Linked DNA regions of Mus musculus: all the other regions are linked to region 1. A link is a contact called in public promoter capture Hi-C and targeted proximity ligation data. All regions are on one chromosome and are shown on one strand. The core of a region is the stretch at or near the end of the contact, and the rest is flanking DNA. Distances in the headings are between cores, read along the strand shown. Region 1 holds the start of Zfat (zinc finger and AT hook domain containing). Region 2 has its middle 23 kb from the start of Gm31342. Region 3 holds the start of Sla (src-like adaptor). Region 4 holds the start of Ndrg1 (N-myc downstream regulated gene 1). Region 5 has its middle 58 kb from the start of Gm31342. Region 6 overlaps Gm2895 (a long non-coding RNA gene). Region 7 overlaps Gm31286 (a long non-coding RNA gene).

Region 1 (2,700 bases), core at 11-2,510:
TGTCCCCTGTATGGATGGACCCAGGCTCCAGCAGGAAACCACAGTGACGTGTACAAATGATCAGCAGCTCCTTCACTCAGTCATTCAATAGAAGGTCACCCCTACTAAGAGCCTGTCTGAATTCCAGGGGACAGTGACAAAGGCCAAGCAAACATATGGTTCACATTGTTTTCCAAGCCAGAAGTCCGATCTCTTTAAAGCTCCACTGTCAGGAATCTGGGCTCTCAACTTTTCTCTTCTTCAGTGAATGACCAACTAAGAACAACCAGGAGACACTGGCAGCGACCCTCGGAAGTCAGGGTCCAAGAGTCTAAATTGGTGTCAATCACAGGCTAGAGGTCACAAGCTTAAGGTTAAGGGGAGTCACCAGGGGTTAAGTGAAAAGTCTACCCTTCCAATGAGACCAGCTAAAGCAGCTTCTGGCTAGACAGTCTGAGGGCTGCCTGGAGGAAGTGGCCTGGAGCCACTTCGTTCAAGCGCACGAGGACAATGCCCTACAGCACTGGGCCAAAGACAGAAGGCAAATGACTACTTGCATGGGACAGGGTCACCCGTGATAAAGCCCATCTCTCTCATTGGCCGCTCCCTCTGAAGGTCACTAGAGAAGGCTGGACTTGAAGCACGTCCTGGCTAAGAACACGGGGTTGATCACTGGGAAGGGGAAGTCATCTACTTTACGAAACTGTTGACTAAGCAAGAAGCCAACTCAAAGCTCACACAAACAGCGGCAGGCAACGGGACTCGAACACCTATGCAGCCAGACGCCCGCGGATGGCCGCTGGCGGGCGCCCTGGCACCGCCCACAGCCCTGGAAACTGCTCCCCAGGCGCGCAGGGCGCTCCCCTCGCTTGCTCTCCACCGCCTCCCTTTTTTTTCTTTCCTGCGGCAGGATCAAGCCAGCTTCCAAACGTGGGCCGCAGAACGCTGCGACGTCGGCGCTCCGCCCGCCCGTGGATCCCTCCGCCGGCCCGAGTCTGCGCGCGGCCTCCCCACTGCACACCACGAGCGGTTTCCCGCGCGGCGCCGCGCCCCACCCCCACCCCGCCGCGCCCCAACCCCCATCCCCGCTCACCTGCCGTCCGCGTCTCCATGGCAACGCCCCCACGGCGGAGGAAAAAAAAAGCCTCGGGCTCTTCCCGGCTCCCTCCCGGGCTGAGCGAGAAAGTCGGACACCCTGAGGAAACTTCGCTCTTTATTTTGATTTTTTTAGGGAAAGAGCCGGAGAGGTTATGGCGAATCTGCGGCATCCAACATGGCGGATGGAGTCTTCGCCCTCCTCTCCCCGGGGATCCGACGCCTACGTAGCGACGTCGGTCGCGGGGAACCGCCCTCGGCACGCAAGGCACAGTGCGCATGCTCGCGGCTACCCTAGGTGCCGGCCTCTCGTCCCGGCGTTCTGCGCGCTGTTTTGGGCCACGCCCGGGGCGGGACGCTGTGATCCTGGGACGTGGGAGTCAGGACCCGGAATGTCCTGAATCCTCTTCCGTGCGGGGACGGCTGCGAGTGGGCAGGCTAGTGCGCCCCTTTGCATACTAGCTTTTCCGGGGCTCAGTTTCCCAAGTTGCCGGTCGGGTTGACTAGGTGTAGTTGGCCCAGGCAGGCTCTCCCAGGGTCCGGGACGAGCCGGGTTGGAAGTGACAGTGCCTCGCACATCTTTTTTTTTTTTTTTTTTTTTTTTTTTTTTGGAAGCTCAGTGACCACCTTTCCGTTTTTTATGTTAGGAGCTTAGAGCCCCCTCCGCACGCTGCAGGAAGCGTCTGTTCCACGTAACTTTGATAGAATATATTTCTACCGACATCGAAGTCCCTTATCCCTACCTATCTTGGTCAGCTTTTTAGCATTCGAAACTGGGAATGAGTTTTAGAGTTGGCCAATTAAGTATATATATAATAATAACAGTCGTACTTGTGCTGGTAAAGCTATCTTTTAGAAAGGTTTTTAAATTAGCCATTGTAAAAAAGTACTCCACACATACAGAAACAAGAGAAAAATGTTAAAAGAAGCAGGACGGAAATGACCGGCGTCTGGGCAGCCCTGGTTTGTTTTTACAGTGCTGGTGAAATGCTGAGTATAGTCCTTCTGTAGTGTTTAGCTTGGAGTGCTCCTCAGACAGCTCTAGGTTCCTCTCTCTTACCCCCACAGGTCGAGGTCATGTGTTTATTACTTCTTCACATTCAGTTGCGCATAACTGTTTGCTACCCCTTTCTGCCATGGACTGAGTTTGCCGAGCGGAGAGAGGGTCCTGTCACAAAGGCCCCTGGGTCTTTTAGTCTTTGCCTACCCATCACAGATTTCATAGTAATGCTACTGAACGACTGAATGAGCTCATTCATTTTGTTCACTTTTTTAAAAACAAAAACCAGAAACGTTGACGTGCCTTTGGGCAGTGAACCTTAAGATGACTGGTCTAATTCTTCATTCTTCTGTTTAGTACATATTTAAAAACATCTTTATTTCAGTGGGCAGGTGAGCAAAGGACAGGTGTTCAGGAAGGTTGTGTAGCTTTTTTGAGATCACATAGACAGTCCATGAAGTGTGTGGCCCCACCTTTCCACAACCCACCAGATGCCGGTAGACACAATGTGAGGAGAATCAGGAAGTTGTTGCTTCACCTCCACTAACTTCTGCCTCAGGGAGGGCTGCGTGGCAGGGGAACAGTAACATCTTTCATTTGAAAATGAACTAACCAGAATGCTGCAT
Region 2 (2,700 bases), core at 4-2,503, 1.2 Mb before region 1:
ATAAGTGCTTGGGAACTGAATTCCAGTCCTCTATAAAAGCAGTACTCACTCTTAGTGACTGAACAGTCTCTTCAACCCCCAGATGGCTTTAAGTATGCATAGTCCCTGTTTAATCTTCCCAATTATTTGTCTTCCATAGATGCAAGTCATGACGGTCATTTGTCCAATCACAAATCTTAACCACATATAAAGATATAGGTTTTGGAATATTCCATAGAAGCTGCTGCCTTGAGTCAACAGTCTTCGCTGTCCTGTTATGAACATTGGCCAGCTGTGAAGTGGCTACTCAAGTTGTTCATGGAGTCTACCTCTGTCTTGGTAGCCTACACAGCCAGTCCCAATAGCAATCTTTATCTTGCAATGACATCAAGCCCAATACTTACCTAGGTATAATCACAGCATTTTGTGAGTTCAGGAAATGCAAAGCTGCCATTGTCAGAACTGTAGCTCCCTCTGTGTCCCAGAATGGTGAGCCCAAATCCCTTCCATTCCTATAAGAGTCTCCCCTCAAGACTTCAAAGTCTTTTATACTGAATTTAGAAACAGTACTGGGGAGTGTGGGTACTGTGATATCCAAAGAGCTAGAAGAACACCCCAAGACTTTCCCTGCCCCTATTTTGTCTATGGTATCTGTGTCCATTCTATGGCCACTGGCCACACCTTTCTCTGCTCTAACCCCAAACTTCCTCTGGCTACACTGTGACCCAGCTCTCTGGTGAGCCATCATTTCTCTATCTCTCAGTGACCTCTTTGTCCTCAAACTTAACATAGCTTTATGCCAACAGATATGGAAAAAGATATGCTGAGGGTATAGGGTACCCCTCCCCACCAAGGGTCAGTATATATTATCTTACTAATACTCAGATGTTTTAGTAACTTCAGCTTTTGGATAGGTAAACTGAGGCTAAGCGGGATAGAATGACTTGTTCAGGACCAGGTACACTGAGCGAGCATACATTCACATCTGGTCCTGACTCTGAATGGTGGCTAGGACTATCTCTTTTGCCACAAGAGTATGAGCTGCTCAGACTCACTGTCTGCATCCCCAGTGACGTGAAATGTAGCCTATTACTCCCACTGAGCACCTAGGTCATGGGACTCAGAGGTAGAAGAAGTATGGTAATGACTGCCAGGAAGAAGCTGCAGAGCAAAAAAAAAAAAAACCCAAAAAACAAAAACGGTTCAGAGTCCACACCCTGAGTCACACTGACACAGTTCTAGCCCCGTCATGTGACATCAGTGCTTCACGCTTGAGCAGGTAGCACAGCTCTCCTGACCCTAGTTTCCAGTTCCAAACTGGAAAAACCATTGTCCTCTCTCCCAGGGAGTGTGATGAGGTGGAAAAGTTTATAAACAAGAGGGAGACCCATGGTATCTCTGTGCTGGAGGCCATGGGTCCAATCTGAATTCCAACCCCTATCAAGCATTAATGAGATATTTCCATCCCTCACTAAATGAAAAGCAGGAAATGTCAATCAACCCAGAAGTTTTAAATGTCATCAAGAGTCTAACAGTATGAAAATGCTCAGGGTTTTTTTTTTTTTTTTTTTCTTCCTTAGCCACTCATCAACATCCAGGAAGCTTTCACACTAATCAATAACAGATAATCAACACATGCTGTTGCCAGCAGCAGAGGCACCAGATTGTTCTGGCACAGGTTGCACAAAACAGCAATGCCAGAAAGAAAAAAAAAATGCTTTAACAGGGCTTTGGAGATAGCTCGGTGGATAAAGCGCTCACTATGTTAGAGTGGGGATCTGTGTTCAGATCCCTGGGATTCGTGTAAAGTTGGGCTTTGGTACCACGTGTCTTATTCCATCATCCCATTATCAAGATGAGAGATAGAGATAGGAGAATTCTAGCAAGCTTGTGAGTCAGATAAGCCAGTGTACACAACATTGCGCAACAACAGCAGCAGCAGCCGCAGTAGCAGCAACAACAACAACAACAATAAAATCCTGTCTCAAACAAGATAGAAGGCAAGGACTAACACCCAAGATTTTCTCCGATCTCTCTGTCGTGACATTCATGCTATGTGGCACATAATGCCTCTTTACTCCCACACATGAACACGCACACACAAAGACAGAGCGGTGGTGGCGCACACCTTTGATCCTAGCACTTGGGAGGCAGAGACAGGCAGATTTTTGAGTTCAAGGCCAGTCTCATCTACAAAGTGAGGTACAGGACAGCCAGGACTAAACAGAGAAGCCCTGTCTTGAAAACCAAAAAAAAAAAAAAAAAAAAAAATTTTTTTTCGACAAGCAATTGCAAACAAAACAATAGAGACCCTTTCAAGAAAGCCATTTTATAACAAGATAGAATATACAGGGAAGAAACAAATGGAAATTTGGAACTGAATAATGCCACAACTGAACTGAGAAGGATGGACACAAGCTCAGAGCAAGGGTGTGTGGTGTGTGTGTGTCTGTATGTGCACATGTGTAATATGCATATATGTGTAGTGTCCATGTGCATGTGTGTGCATATACAGTGTGTGTATAGGAGTTTGTGTGTGTGTGTGTGTGTGTGTGTGTGTGTGTGTGTGTGTGTAGTATACATCTGTGGAGCCGAGAAGTTATCATCATCTGCCTTCTTCAATTGCTTTCTACCTTACCTTTTGGGAGAGAATCTCCCATCTTACTTTTGGGAGAGAATCCAGAGATCTGAATTCAGCTAAACTGCTTGGTCAGAACGTCC
Region 3 (2,844 bases), core at 184-2,683, 1.4 Mb before region 1:
AGCTGTATCCTGACAGTGACCCCCAGAGAGCTGTTTAATGCAATCTGAATTTACTCCCTTCTATTCCCTCCCTGGTCACCTTGAATGGGCATACCAATTCCATGTATTTGGTGTTCCTTAGCTAGGCTTAAGGGTGTAACATGTTCTGTTTCCTCTCCTAGAACATGTGCTGTTCTCTCTCCTTAAGCTTCACAGGTCTTATTTTATTTGGGGTTATTTCTGAGACCCTAAACCCAGGGAATCACCATGTCTAGCTGAGCAGGACACACAGCAGCACGAGTATATAATAGCACCTACTTGCTAATGACAGTGGATCAGTCACTTATGGTGTTCCAGGTGTAGGGCTGGCTATGGTGGACATGTCTACCAATTGAATTTCTGCCCTCTAAGAGGTAATGGCCAGATCAAAACAGATAATCAACAAGCCAAGCATACGGGAATGGATATATGCATGCTATGTGGAGAGGCGAGCATCACAGCCTGAAGACAAGAGGTAGGATGGGGATCAGTACCCGCAGTGGCACTGCAGCTGGGTGACAAGTGAGTGGGAATAGAACAGATCTCCTCCCATGGCCTTCTGTTAGAAAACCAGGAAAGCCCTCGGTGTCTTCTGACTGTAGTCCAAAGCCTTTGCATTTCCCAGAACCTGAGACTTAGTTTCTCTATCTGCAAATCGGGAGAACTTTCAGAGATCCTGCTAAATATGCCCAGAGACCATAAACATACTCCACTGTCAAGAAAAGAGTTGGACCTGAATAAATGATAGATATTTTTATACTTAACTCATTAGTAATATAGTTAATGGCCCTGGTACCAAGAAGAAATACAATGAACTTATAGCCACTGAATCATCTGACCTCAGGACAGTTTTCCAAATCACAGCATAAGTGCACATAGACACTGAAACAGACACACACATTTCTTCCTCATAGCAGCTGTGGAAATGGCAACTGGAGGCCAGCCCACAAATACACACCATCCAGGGAAGGAATAGGTGCCTCCTAGCCCTTGTTTAGACCTCAGGACCAGCCATCCCCTCAGCAGAGACCATCAAATTACCTTAGATGAAAAAGGGTGGGTAAGAAGGACTTCATCAAATCCTGGAGACTCTCACCCCTGCCACCCAGGCCACCATGGTCCACCCAAAGAGTCCTCATGACACCCAGAGACATACCTGCAGAGCATGGGGGTCACATGGATTCCTGGGAAGGTAGAAAGCCTCCGCTTGCTTAGAATGATCTTATTTCGGAAGTCGAAGCATTCTATTGAAATTCTTCACTGGTCTCTGAGATGAGGAGTTAGCCCCCTCCCTTCTCCTGACTGCTGAAGTTGACAGTCTGTCTGCATTAACCAGGACTAAATTTGCATTATCAAAAGCAGTTTTGTTCCAAGATTCACAGTTCTGCTTCCACTCCAAGCATCTCTGAATAAGACAAGAAAATCCCAAAGCTTAGTGTAGCTTTCTTGTGCCCTGGGCTTGGCTAGGAGTTGGCCTCATTCAAGAACAGGTGCATTGGGGGCCTGGGGGGGGGGTGTCTGAGAGTTGGAAAGCTGCACCTGGCAGCCAAGTCGCTGGCATGAGCCCTGGTGCAGCAGCATCAAATCCTTGCTAGCTGCTCACAGTAAGAGGCGGATGCAGGAATCCTTAGTGTGTGTGTGTGTGTGTGTGTGTGTGTGTGTGTGACAGAGAGATGAAGAGATGGAGAGAGAGAGAGAGAGAGAGAGAGAGAGAGAGAGAGAGAGAGAGAGAGAGAGAGAGAGAGATTTCTTAGAAAGGGGTGCCACTACCCCAAATTCTCATGCTGATCCCTGGTTTTGACCATGTGATCAAGACAAGTTGCTTAGCCAGTCAGAGCTGAGGATACCATAGCTTCTAGATAGCACAGTGAGCCCTGTCTACCTTCCACACATCTAAGAATGGAGACTGCTCCCACCAGGGAGGGACTCTGTGGGGCTCCAGCTCTAGGATGCCCTACCTAACATTCTGTGACCCTCCCCATCCTCACTGAGACCCAGAGCCTCAGAGCCCAACATCCCATGTTTCCTCATCTAGTGCTTCAGAGGCTCTCCCTAGAGCTAAGACAGGTGGACTCACTACCCTCAACATATTAAGAAAGTATTTTTTGAGTGATGACACAGAGTGCCAGTCAGGCTAGAATCACTAGTATATTGTCATCACAGCATCACAATCATATTTTCTCTTGCAATTTTTAAAAGAAAACAATAGCAGAATATTTTGTTACACACTTGACTCTAATTCTGCCTCATGTGATAGAAGGTTGGCCATGGTCTTGTATCTCTGTAGTAATTAATGAATAGTGGTTCATGTGTGACTCATGTATGCACCCTCAGGGGTTTATTAACTACCCCATTGCTGAGGTCTTTTTGGCTTTGGGAGAAAGTTCTGAGGACCCAGATAGAGCTCACTCGGATAGCAATGATGCGTAAGCAAATGCACTAAGCACTGCGGGTCTTGAGAAGCAAGCTAAGGAAAGCAGAGCCAGAGGGCTAAAAAGGAAGCAGGAGAAAGTGAGACATACCTTAGGAGTGGACAATGACAGCCTAGCAGAGGGATCTTTTGGGTTGAGACCTGCATGGGAAGAAGAGACAACCATAGAGTATGGACATCTAAGAATAAGGAGGAGATATAGAGGCCAGAATAGGAATGGAATGTCTGGCAGATGAGGAAGAATATGTCCTGGGAACCTGGAGAGTAGTAGAGGGTGCAGAGGAAGAAGGAGGGGGAGGAGGAGGAGGAGAGACAGAAACAGAGAGAGAGAGACAGAGAGAGAGAGACAGAGAGAGAGAGAGGCGCTGGCTGGGAGATTCCTGTGTATATCAATG
Region 4 (2,815 bases), core at 252-2,751, 1.3 Mb before region 1:
GATTTGCCTTGAAATCCATAGCTAGCGCCTGTCCGTTCACTTTAGGTGGTGTAGGAGATCACTGAAGGGGGTAAGGGGGGGGGGAACATTGGCTGTCCTGAATTTCCCATCTTCTTCAGGAGTTTCAAGGACTCAAATAAGCTGACCTGCCCAGGAAGTCTGTGAGGGAGAGCTGAAGGCTGTTCTAGGACACGGACCACTGGACTTCCCTCCCCGACCTGTCCTCCCACATTAAAGCCCAAGGGACAGTGCATGGGGATCCGTGATGACTGCCAGCAAAGGCGACAGACAAGGGAAGACGGAAGGTGGCAGAGTAAGGAAGCCATCCACAAATCTTAGCTTCAGCTACTAATTTGACAGAGGCGGTGGTGACAGCATGTTTCCCCAGAGCCTGCAGCATTCCTCACGCCCCTCCCGAATCTACCCTACAGGCTGAATCAGAGACCGCGACCGGTCTCCCGGGAACGGACGAGCGGTTCCAGCTGCTCTCCGGGCTAAAACAGCAGGGAGGACCGCCTGGGAGAAAGAAAGGGAGGTGGGGCGGGGGGAGGCGGAGGCGAAAATGACGACACTCAGAGCTCCAGCCAACTCTGGGGCTGCCAGATGCCCGCGCGACCCTGGAGGCACAAACCACCACTCCCGCGCAGTTACAGAGCCAACCCGGTACTACCTAGAGGGCCGCACCCTTGCCTGGGCTCCTCTCGCCGCCGACACTCGCAGTGGCGCGTGCAGCACGCGCCGGGACACACCCCGGACTCTCCCCCAGCACACACACGTTCTCTCACACGCACAGCTTGGAGAGAGCACTGGGCTCTGGACTGGATGGGAACCTGGACTCAGATCACACTGGTTCGGGACCAGGCTCCAGAGTAGACACACCCTCGCCCCCTTCTCCACACTCCCCGCCAAGTCTGCTCACCCTTACTCATCCCCTGGATACACGCGCTACAGTCGCTCTTTTCCTAGTCACCCCATCACCCATCCACACCCCTTCACACGCGAGAGCACACACAAAGTGTCCCCTTGAGCCCAGTGGACAGAGAAGTCAGCTGTGGCTCAGGGTTGACGCCAGGAAGTGCGACCCAGGTATTCCCAGGCTCTCCGCCCCAACTTCGACCCCTTAATCCCACTTCCCCAATTAGAGAGAAAGCGAGACCCAACACGTCTTTTTGTGCCTTATAGTAATCGAAACCCGCTCCAGTGATGCCAGCTATCCCTCCGGCGCCGGTTCCACCGAAGACCACCAGTTGTGGTCTTCGCAAGGGCCACAAAAGACGGGCGGGGTGTCCAGTAGCACCCCGAAAGCAAGCTTTGCTGGGGGTCCTTGTCTTGCTCCGGAGGAAGAAGGCGTCCGGAGGGCTTACCTAATGAGCAAGCAAGCACGGAAAGGAGCCAACCACAAGGTTGGAGGTGCAGCGCCCCGCGGGAGGTGAAGAGGGAGACGAAGATGGGTGAGCAATCTGCCTGCAACGCGAGAGGGTAGCCTGGCAAGGTTTGTTTATGTCCGTGCGTGCGTAGGGCGATTTTATAGGCGCCGGGGCCCCGCCCCCAGGGCCTCGCCCCTCCCAGACCCTCTGCTCCCAGCGCAGCAGGAGACGGGGACACACCCCTTTCTCCGGCCCGCCTCGTGCTGCACCCTGCCTGGGCTGGGCGGGGCGGGCTGGAGCCGCCGCCTGTTGCGCAAGCCTTTGCAGGGGCGCGACTGGAGAGACTGCCCGGCCCTGCCTGCCGCTCCTCCCTGTGATCCGCTCTCGGGACCGCGGCGTGTGCAGCGAACGTGTGCCCACCGAGTGGTAGCGTGGTGTGCCCGTGCGCGCTCGTGCGCGTGTGCATAAGGACTCCCTTGTGTCTCTCTGCGCGACCGCTTGCCCCCCTATAGCCTTTGAGTTTCCTAAGCCTCTGCCCGCGCCACGCCCTTCTGGGCGGCACCCCCCACTTCCTCCGGGTCTCCACGCAGTCACTCCCGAGCCCCATTTACAGCCTAGACGGCAGACTTTATCTCCAGGCTCCTTTCACATTGCTTAGCTCCCTTTATTCTTGCTGATCTTGGCGCCCCACAACTCCCTTCCTACTCTGAGCTGCTGTTTCCCCGCTGCTCCAGCCCGCTGTGTCAGCTGTAAGCACTCTACGGACTGCAGTTTGTGGTCCCCAGAACGTGCATAGAATTTGCTTTCCAATCATGGATCTTCCTTCTGTCGTGATGTTCTAAAACCTTGGCCTGCTTGCCTGTTACCGGGTTCTCGCCCTGACCTACACCTGAGCCTCTCCAGGGAGCTTTTCTTAAGCAGGTGGATACCCTGGTTACACCCCAGAGCAGCTTAGTTAGAATCTGAGAGTGTGCCCCAACACTGGGGCTTTGAAAAAAAACTCCTCAAAGGGTGCAGCAAGATGGCACACCTGGTAAAGACATGTGGCCTGCAAAACCCTGGGGACCTAAATTCCATGCCCGGAAACCACAAAGTGGAAAGGAAGAACACAGTGCCATACATTTTCCTCAGACCCCTCGCTCCCCATCCCCACTAAATAAATAAACATTGCCCGGATTGGCTCAGATGTGAAACCACGTTGAGAATCTCAGCACCCAGCACCAAGAAAACATCATGTTATAGAGAGATTGAGTCACACCTAAGGCCCAGTCCAGTCATTGTTTCAACGCCACCTGCTCAACCCTTATGACTCAAGTGGCCTTCCCCTCCCCCCTCCTCTAGATAACCTGACCCTCATTCTCTTGGTCTATGGATATCTAGGGAGCCGCTTTAAGAGCCTGCTCTGTGCTAAGGAGCTGGAGAAGAAGGAAGTAAGAAGAAAAAAGGAA
Region 5 (3,013 bases), core at 188-2,687, 1.2 Mb before region 1:
TTTGAAACTTCCACAGTTTGGTGAGCTAATTTAAGTAGTACAATGATTCCTGTCATTTTTGTTAACAGTGAGGGGAAACTTCAGAGGAGGAATATCAAAGAATCTGAGGTTGTTTTTGATGTTCTTCACTGGGTGTTAGAGGACATGATAGGAACCAGATCTTAAATGTGCATGGGGTGTGAAGAAGCCCATCCCTGTAGTACTTCTGCCTTCTGCATATAAATGTTTGGCCAAGAACTACGAAAGAAAGTAGAGACATCCTGGATCCCATGTGTACAAAAGCCTGTGAGCTGAGACCTGGTCAGTGAGAAGATGCTATGTAGGATAGATGCGGCTGCAAATGACTGATGTATACTGGCTTGTGTTTTAGACCAACTGTCTGTATATACAGCATGCAGATGGGTGAGTGCCAAGACAGGTAGCAGAGAAAGCGATTGATGATGGGTTGGCTTTTATATGACTGGAAGATAGAAATATCCTGAACACACGCAGAGGGAATAGGGGCATGGAAAGTATGGTTATGAACCATGTCTCTTTTAGTGGCAGAAGGGCCGGACTGACGTTGGATAGGCAAAGGGAGGAGGTGACATAGTGAGACTTCTCAGGTCTCTACTTTGAGCTCTGGGCACACCTGTTCTGTAATGGAGAATCAGACAAACAGGGACAGTGAAGGAAGGAGGTGTGTGGTTAGGATCTGTGGAGTTGAAGAGAATAAACATGCTAGAACACATCTTAGAAGGTGGAAGCATATGGAGCCCTAAGTGAGGAGAGTTTGTCTCCAAAGGTCAAGAGCAGTGTTGCTAGTTTGTGGGAAGTGGGAGGAAGGAGGAGCCTTGGTCAGTCTAGGTACAGGAATGTGGTGTTGGGAGATGAGGGACCTGCAAGGTGTTCAAGAAGGATGTAAACAAGGACAGAGGCAAGCCATGGGAAGTACAAGAGGGCTTCGGGCCCTTCAGCTGGGAAGGCTCTACCATCTGGTGAAGTCTGGTGGTGTGCCCAGCATCCAGCTTGGTGCATCTGGCCTGTGGACTACACAGTCATCTCCGCATCCCTAACTCGGTATGTTTCTGCAAAATGAACCTCTTTGGAAGCCCCAGCCTTCCCTGCCTGCCTGGTGCTCTGATGATGCACCAGCCCAGGGGCTCCTCTCCAGGGTAACTCTGTGTGGAACAAGACTTAGAGATCAGTTTCCCTGGCCTTGAGGGCAGAGCAGTTCTCACCGTTTGCACGATCTCACACCACACTCCGCCCAGTTTCTCTCTGGGAGTTTGGTGTTGAGGTGGCCGACACAGTTTCAGATATCTTGATGGTGTGTACACCATTTAGCTATTCCAGGGTACCGTGGCAGGAGAGGGGCAGACAGCGTAGGCTCAGAGTCTGAGTGCCTGGTTCCCATTGAGGTCCGCTGCTGCTGAGCTGAGCTGTGTGGCTCTGGGCAGTACGACTCATCTCTTGGAATGCTAGATTTGTGTAAAATGTGTATGTCAGTGAGGCTGCCTGTCCTGAGGCATGTGAGAAGCAGGTGAGGGGAACCCAGAGGCCTGGCTGGAATGTTTATGCTCTAAGTACAGGTTAACATCCATCCTATCTAGTATTATTGGCAACCAACATGATTCTGATACACCTGCCAACCAGGTACCTGGTACTTTGCTAGATGCTGGGCATTCAGAAGAAAAACCACGTTCAGTGTCTCTGCCTTTCTAGGACCTCTGAGAGTGGAATGGCATGGTTGGATGGAACCTTGAGATACAAACATCGTACTCAAGCCTTCCAGTGTGTACTTTAGGAACTAAAGTCAGCACACAGAAGCACCCACCCTGAAGTCCCTGGGAATGAGCATAGCTTGGATTTCTGGCCAATCTGCAATCTTTCCATTGTATTCTCCCTGATGTTCAAGCATCTCCACCAAGCCCTCTCTGCCTTTGCTTGCACACAACTGCAACTGGGGTGAGCAGCCTCATTCTCTATTCTCTGATGCTGGGCATCCTGTCCCCTGGGTTGCCTCTCTATAGCCCGTCCTACTGCTTGCATCTTTTAAGCCTTCTGATCAACCAGGGTTGACCAGAGCAGACCTGGTGAGCTGTCACGAATTGGCTCTAAGTCTAGGACAGGATCTCTGACATCAAGGAGAGATTTTGGCAGAGGTGGCCGGTTGCCCTCGAGGATTCTGGAACTTTTATCCCACCATTCATTTTCCCATTATGATGTTGTTTGGGCAATGAAACTCCTGCTGGTCAATGGACCTATATGGAAGTGGTGGGTATCAGATCTAACTGGAGACATTTGAGAGCTTATGAGGCATTACCAGTTTCCTGTACAGTGACCTTGAAGGCTATGTGCTGAAGGAGGTGAAGTTGGTAATAATGTCTTTCATGACTGGCTGGGTCACTACATGAAGGAAAGCACAAAATCCCTGAAACTGCTCCTAAAAGAAACTAGCCTTGTTCTCCATTAGTGGGACTTGAAGCTTATTTGTTTTTGCAGCATTAGCCTACTCTGGCCTGACAGATATACAATCAGCTCTGGTCTTTGTTCTTGGCTGAGGAGTTATGAACAGGGTGACCACAGGCATATAGCATTATAGTCATAGGTATGGTGCAGATACCACTGCCACCTCAGTCTCTTGGGAGAATTTCAGGAGGAACATAATACATGTTAGACACATAGAAAATCTCAGAAAATGGCTGGCACAATTTTTCATGTCTACCATGTCATTTAATACCCTCTTACAGATTAATAAACCATGATTCAGATCAAGCTCTCTCATAGGCATACAGTTCAGAAATAATAGATAACCAAGAACAAGTTTCAGGTCCTAGGTTTCCAGTGGACCTGGGTTTCATGTGAACCGTGGGAAGAGAACATTTATTATCCTGTCCACACTGGCTGGGGACTTTGGCTGTCCCCTTTTGGGCCTGTTTTCTTGACTGGTTTACTCAGGTGAGTGACAGAGACAGCGATCTTATTGGAAAGGTGTTGGGCTTGCTCGTGTCTATAGCAAAGTCCTCTAAAG
Region 6 (2,797 bases), core at 213-2,712, 1.3 Mb before region 1:
GCTCATGGCTCTTGGTTTGCTCCTGAATTTGATTTTGCTGTATAATATATTAAGGGATTTTCTTTTTTTTTTAGAAAAATTTATCAAGTGAATGTTTTATGAGTATTGGATTGGAAGGGGCTGGGTTTAGAAAATGATTTACACATTTCCTCTCAAAAGCTCATTTTATAGCAATGTGAATGGAGCCTCCCAGGAGGTCCTTAGGTCACTGGGGATGTGCTACGTGAACAGAATGCTCTGCTGCTTCAAGAACTGGCCTTTCCTTCTTGCATATGCTCCCCCTTCTGCCATGTGACTTCACACACCCATCCTTTTGCCTGTAAGAAGTTAGCCTGTCTCAGGTGTACCATAGGAAATAGACAAGTACCTCCGTCAGCAGGATTTCACGCTGCCTGTTTCCTTTGCGTTATCTACTTGTACATAGCTGGCCTGTTACCATCCCCCCTTCGTTATCTTTTTCCTAAGATTCACTTATCTTTACGTTATGTTTATGAGTGTTTGCTGCTGGTGCATCTGTGCCCCAGAAGAATGTGTGACACCCTATGGAACTGGACTGACAGACAAATGGTTGTGAGCTGCCACATGGGTGTTGGGAAGCAAACCCAGGTCCTCTGCAAGGGCAACCGGTGCTCTTAATAACTGAGCCAGTATTCCAGCCTTTCCCCATCCTCTTTTCTGTCTTTGTCTTTTCCCTGATGGCCTAAATGGCTACCTTTATTTTTACACTAAAGAATGTTCTTAGTTCTATTTGCACTTTTTATTTTATTATGTTGCATGATTTCTGACCATCAAATTTCACGACATACTCAAATGCCTGCCATTATTCTTTCTTTAGATTTTAGAAGCCTTGAATTCACTATGTAGATAAGAATGACCTGAACTTCAGACCCTCCTGTCTTCAAGTCTAATGTGCAAGCATTGCAGGTATGGGCCATGTGCGTGGCTTTTTGTAGTGAAGGGGATCCCACTCAGGTTTTCCAGCATGCTAGGCTAGTATTCCTCTGCCCTTCCTATAGTTTAGTATGTAAATGACCTTGTTGCTTCTAAATCAAAAACAAAAGTTTGGAGTTTTTGTCGAGGTGACACGAAATTTAGAACACAACCTTCACAAAATTTGATGATGTGTGACCTGGTCACGGTCAGGTTTCATGTTGTTATTGGTTCGTGTCTACCATTGCGTCATTTGGCAATGTCTTACAGTTTCCTCCATAGCAAGCTTTATTTCCTATACAATTTATTCCTAAACACGTTAGCATCTCATCGCTGCTATCCTGATGTGCTGTCATATAATTTATCTGTTCTATCAGTCAGTTCTGTAAAAAGAAATCCTGTTAGGGCTTGCATTCTGAGGAAATGGAAAGCAGGAATTGACTTCAAAGTTGCTGGAAGTGTTGGGGAGCAAAAGGGAAGTGGTGTAACCTGTATGAGAGAAGTGGTTGCTTACAACTACCCAGTAAGAACCAGTAAGGAACTGCCAGTGCAGTGGAGACCTCAGAGTTTTTCATGCCTCAGCAAACTGAAACTCACTCTGGAGTGTCTGCCACAAGAGTTTGAGACCTCTTCTCTACCCCTGCTGCATCTCTAAACCCACTGTCCTGTATATCCCCCACCTCCATCAAACCAAAGCCTTACATATGCTAGATAAGTATTCTGCCACTGAACTATACCCCTCCCAGTTACCTTTATTCTTAGTCTATTTCCAACCATCTTTCCCAAACCTAGATTACTTTGAAAGCAAACCTTGTTTATTCCATTATTTAGTCTGTAGACATTTCAGTATTAATCATTAAAAGTTAGGTATCCTGGGTGAGGAGGTGGCTCACTTGGTCAAGTTGAGTACTTGCCTTGAAAATGTGAGGACCTGAGTTTGTTCATCAGAACCCACAGAGAAAGCCATGGAGTCAGAAGTAACTGAATTCCCGAGGCTATCTAGTGCACCAGCTTAGACTGACCTACAGACATCATCTGGCACATCTTGACAAGTCTTCCTTTCGAACACAACTACAATCACATTGAATGCATAGGTGTATTTATTATATCAGATAATTAGTCAATATCAACATTTCTCTAGTTGTCATATGAATATTTATATATTTTCATTCCGTTTGTTCCTCAAGCCAGAGTCCAAATAGTCTAGACAATTGAAATTGCTGGAAATACAGAGCAAGTGTGTTAACCACATATTTTTCTAAATTCCATGTCCTCCGCCATCCATTTTTCTTTTTAACTGTGCCTAGTGAATAAACTGAGTCCCACATCCTGGTTGAATCCTATAGTCTGGTTGTACTTAATAATCACAAGAATCAGTTACTACTGCCTCATCTCCAGGCATTTCTTTAAATTTTTGTTCATTCCAGTAGGTGTGTCAAGTACAACCAGGATGTGGGACAATGCTAGGAGCACTTCAGAGATTCCTATAGGTGGTCACATGTCAAATGTATTGGACCTGAGCGTTGAACAATGTCTCTCCAAGTTCTAAGTTCTTTTCATTTACTGTTTTAAAAACAAGTAAGCAAGAAAAAAAAACAAAAAACAAAAAACCCACAACAACAACACTCTTCATATTCTATTGCTTTTCTCATGAAAATTAGATTGTGTTTACTTTGTGGTTGTTTATTTTATTGTTTTGAGTAAAGATAATTGGGTTTCCCTCTCTTGATTTCTGCTTTTACAATCAGGTTACTTCATTATTGTTCTGTGTTTAGCTGTTCTTTTTCTAATTCAGTGTTCCTCACCCTGTGGATCTTGACCCTTTTGGGGTTCAAACAACTCTTTTACAGGGTTCAAATATCACATA
Region 7 (3,017 bases), core at 315-2,814, 1.2 Mb before region 1:
TCCTGCACAAATAAATCTTAGACAAATAGCCTGGGGCTGAGAATTCTGTTACAGTTCTGTGGAAGCGTAAGATAAAGTGAATCTAAGCTGGCCATCTGAATAGTTGTATGGTTTGGGGCACCACCTCAGCCTCTCTGGGCCACTGCTCTTACTGAGGAATTGAGAAAGCAACCACGTTTAGGCCACCGAATAGCCTGCCAGTGATATCCAAGTAGAAATCCCTGATGCTGTACAAAGGGTTCTGTGCAGATGTGATCAAGCTTTAAACCTTGGGTCCTAGGTGAACCAGGAGCCCCTGATGGTAACTCTGAGTATCTTCCTAAGTCAGGAAGAGATTTGGTGCAGATGAGAAATCACAAGGGTAGGGAAGATATTTCAGTGAATAAAAGCACATGTTGTGCAAACCTGATAACTTGAGCTAAATTTAAAAAAAAAAAAAAAAGAGGAAGATGTTCTCTGGTCTCCAAAACCATAACATGGCACATGCCCGCAGTCTTTCTCACACATATCATCATATACACATGCATATCTGCCATATACACAAACAGAAAAGAAGAATGAGGGGTGGTGGTGAGGAAAAGCAAGGAAGGAAGGTAGTGTGACCACAGAGGCTGACACAGTGATGTGGCTTGTCACATCAAATGCCATCTTATATGTAAGAGGCAGTGGGTGTATTCTGCCCTGTGGATGGCTTGATCTTAGCTCAATGAGATTGATTTTCAGACTTCTGGCTTCCAGGACATGAGAGAGAGAAGTTCTAGTGTGGACAGACTGCTTCTAGGTTGCTGTAATGGTGCATATGTACTGGAACCTAACATGATAATAATCAACATTCTTGGGGAGGTGCTCCCTCCAAAGAAACTTTTACAATGCTTGATGGAAATTCAGATTCTGGGGTCCAAGCCAACACCCCCCCACCCCCCCACACACACAGTTAGAGTCACCAGCAGAGGTCCTAGGTAGCTACATGTGATGTGATCTCTAACTTTGGCTGTAGCATCAAGGTACTCCCCTTTGGGCCTAACTCACAGCAATGGGGAGGCTGGAGGAGAATGAAAAGGAAACTGTCCAATGAAGATGGTTGCTGAGGCCTAATGTCCAGGCATAGGCAACTTCTCTCGCTAAAACAGCATGCCTACATGTAAATCCTCAGACCACCCTGCTCTCTCTCATAGGACAAGGAGGACGGCCTGCACATTTGCCTGAATGGATCATCTTTTATGAGTGTGTGCCCACATAAGCATGTGGGGACAATAGCTGGCTCCCTTGGTACCCAAGTACTCATATGGCACAGGGCCATTACACAGAGCAGATGCCACTGCAGAGCTTGCTTACATGCATATGGATAATAATGCAAAGAGGACAGATTTCCCTATACAATGCTGCAGTCACTGGATGCTCCAGCAGGACAGACTTATGGAGCATCAGTTATGAGCCAGGCTCTAGCTCGGGTACTCAAAGCAGCAATGAAGTAGAATAAATCTTCATCCTTGTGGAGTCCGCCACATTTTAAGTTGCAACCAGGCTATGTGGTGAGTGAACAAGGAAGTAACGTGCTTGCTCACTGGACACCAGCATGACGGAGAACGAAGAGAGCAAGGGAGGAGACTGTGTGCGTCACATTAAAGGGATGCTTCGGGTACTTCCCACCACCCCCAGTGCAACTGTTCAGAGCAGCATTGGTTTGTTACGTTACAACCTCATAGGCCCAGGGTGAGCTCGGCTGGGTGGGCGTTCCTGCTCTCTGTGAACTTGCTGGGGTTGGACTGTACCAGACTTTTCATAGGGTGGTTGCCACAGATGGGAAGGAAGCTCCCAAAGGCAGGTATGGACCCTGCTCAGTCTTATTATGCATCCTTCTTTCCTGGTAAAAGGAGTCTGGAGGCAGCTCTGATGTGAGGGGCAATGGATTCGTTCCATTTTCTGTTGCTGTCATAAGACGTTATGAGCAAAAGCAATGTAAAAAGAGAGCTTATTTTGGCTTCCAGTTCTAGAGGGAGATGTGTTCATGAGGGTGGAGAGGACTCCGAGCAACAAGAGGCAGAGGTGGCAGCAGCAACTCTAGGCTGAGAGTTCACATCTTCAGTTCCAAATAGGAAACTGAGAGAATAAACTGGGAATGATATAAGGCTTTTCATCTCAAAGCCCACTTCCAGGTGCATGCTATCTCCAGACTGTACCACCTAAACACCCCCCCAAAGAGCACCCCTAACTGGGGACTAAGTGTTCAAATGTCTGAAGCTATATTGGCTGCATTTCTCATTTAAACAGCCATAAAGAGGAAAAGGCACTTTCTTCCAGCTGTGAGAATCACATGGGTGCAACATCCTAAAGCATCCTTGGAGGTTTTAGACCACAAGAGCAGTGGGATTTAACTGGCAAACTCCCAGAAAGAAGTGCTGAAGGGGTCTGGGTGTGGGGTAGAAGCACATCAGATAAACAAGGTGTGAATGGTTTGTAATATTCTTGGACCAGGGAGTGGCACCTTCTGGAGGTGTGGCCTTGATGGAATAGGTGTGACCTGGTTGGAATAGGTGTGTCACTGTGGGTGTGGGCTTAAGACTCTCACCCCAGTTGCCTGGAAGTCAGTCTTCCACTAGCAGCCTTTGTATGAAGACATAGAACTCTCAGCGCTGCCTGCACCATGCCTGCCTGGATACTGCCATGCTTCCACCTTGATGATAATGGACTGAACCTCTGGACTTGTAAGCCAGCCCCAATTAAATGTTGTTTTTTATAAGACTTGCCTTGGTCATGGTGTCTGTTCACCACAGTAAAACCCTAACTAAGACACAAGGAAAGGGAACAGCAGGCACAAAGGTTGTGAATTAGAAAGTACTCAGCCTGTTGGAGGAATGCAAGAAGACATCGTGGCTAGAGTAAAGTTCATGAGTTCAGGTTTGAGGAGATGAGGTTACAAATGATGTGTGTGTTGATAATAGCATCTGTGAGTTCATGGCACGGGTACACACAGGCCTCTGGGGACCACTAAAAGGACTAGCATTTAGCCCCAAGAA

The links. Promoter capture Hi-C pulls out the DNA fragments that hold promoters and counts their contacts.
Region 2: a contact with region 1 is called in a promoter capture Hi-C map of liver, with 2.7 times the contacts expected there. A contact is called at or near these places in 5 of 39 promoter capture datasets (the C10 cell line, hippocampal neurons, liver and 2 more) and 8 of 130 datasets of targeted methods (astrocytes, embryonic stem cells, extraembryonic endoderm stem cells and 3 more).
Region 3: a promoter capture Hi-C map of 3T3-L1-derived adipocytes shows a contact between it and region 1, with 5 times the contacts expected there. A contact is called at or near these places in 11 of 39 promoter capture datasets (the 3T3-L1 cell line, 3T3-L1-derived adipocytes, the C10 cell line and 7 more), 4 of 130 datasets of targeted methods (astrocytes, embryonic stem cells and microglia) and 2 of 9 other capture datasets (embryonic stem cells and liver).
Region 4: a contact with region 1 is called in a promoter capture Hi-C map of pre-B cells, with 12 times the contacts expected there. A contact is called at or near these places in 14 of 39 promoter capture datasets (3T3-L1-derived adipocytes, the C10 cell line, cranial neural crest and 9 more), 9 of 484 Hi-C or Micro-C datasets (CD4 T cells, CD8 T cells, cortical neurons and 4 more), 20 of 130 datasets of targeted methods (astrocytes, bone marrow-derived macrophages, cardiomyocytes and 12 more) and 3 of 9 other capture datasets (adipose tissue, embryonic stem cells and liver).
Region 5: a targeted proximity ligation map of pancreatic cancer cells shows a contact between it and region 1. A contact is called at or near these places in 8 of 39 promoter capture datasets (3T3-L1-derived adipocytes, the C10 cell line, HPC-7-derived erythroid cells and 4 more), 16 of 484 Hi-C or Micro-C datasets (CD4 T cells, the G1E-ER4 cell line, the HPC-7 cell line and 11 more), 14 of 130 datasets of targeted methods (the NIH/3T3 cell line, T-cell acute lymphoblastic leukemia, embryonic forebrain and 9 more) and 1 of 9 other capture datasets (adipose tissue).
Region 6: a promoter capture Hi-C map of neutrophils shows a contact between it and region 1, with 4 times the contacts expected there. A contact is called at or near these places in 1 of 39 promoter capture datasets (neutrophils) and 5 of 130 datasets of targeted methods (the NIH/3T3 cell line, astrocytes, embryonic forebrain and 2 more).
Region 7: a contact with region 1 is called in a promoter capture Hi-C map of hippocampal neurons, with 4 times the contacts expected there. A contact is called at or near these places in 6 of 39 promoter capture datasets (the C10 cell line, embryonic stem cells, hippocampal neurons and 3 more), 1 of 484 Hi-C or Micro-C datasets (pre-B cells), 9 of 130 datasets of targeted methods (embryonic stem cells, epiblast stem cells, extraembryonic endoderm stem cells and 3 more) and 4 of 9 other capture datasets (adipose tissue, embryonic stem cells, liver and 1 more).

What each region holds. Positions count from the first base shown.
Region 1 is chr15:68,257,596-68,260,295 of GRCm38.p6, forward strand. It overlaps Zfat (zinc finger and AT hook domain containing), which reads right to left and starts at 1,261. Exons shown (of 16, transcript NM_001145888.1): 1 at 1,073-1,261. The coding sequence starts at 1,091.
Region 2 is chr15:67,061,413-67,064,112 of GRCm38.p6, forward strand. No RefSeq gene overlaps it. Among named protein-coding and RNA genes, the nearest start is that of Gm31342, 23 kb to the left of the region's middle.
Region 3 is chr15:66,830,396-66,833,239 of GRCm38.p6, forward strand. It overlaps Sla (src-like adaptor), which reads right to left and starts at 1,434. Exons shown (of 9, transcript NM_009192.3): 1 at 1,175-1,434. All of the region lies in intron 43 of Tg (thyroglobulin), which reads left to right.
Region 4 is chr15:66,968,140-66,970,954 of GRCm38.p6, forward strand. It overlaps Ndrg1 (N-myc downstream regulated gene 1), which reads right to left and starts at 1,502. Exons shown (of 16, transcript NM_008681.2): 1 at 1,365-1,502. Gm2895 (a long non-coding RNA gene) reads left to right here and starts at 1,509. Exons shown (of 3, transcript XR_875396.3): 1 at 1,509-2,815.
Region 5 is chr15:67,095,919-67,098,931 of GRCm38.p6, forward strand. No RefSeq gene overlaps it. Among named protein-coding and RNA genes, the nearest start is that of Gm31342, 58 kb to the left of the region's middle.
Region 6 is chr15:66,990,474-66,993,270 of GRCm38.p6, forward strand. The region is part of intron 2 of Gm2895 (a long non-coding RNA gene); the gene reads left to right. Among named protein-coding and RNA genes, the nearest start is that of Gm2895, 22 kb to the left of the region's middle.
Region 7 is chr15:67,030,732-67,033,748 of GRCm38.p6, forward strand. It overlaps Gm31286 (a long non-coding RNA gene), which reads left to right. Exons shown (of 4, transcript XR_384159.2): 4 at 1,176-2,526. Among named protein-coding and RNA genes, the nearest start is that of Gm31342, 7.4 kb to the right of the region's middle.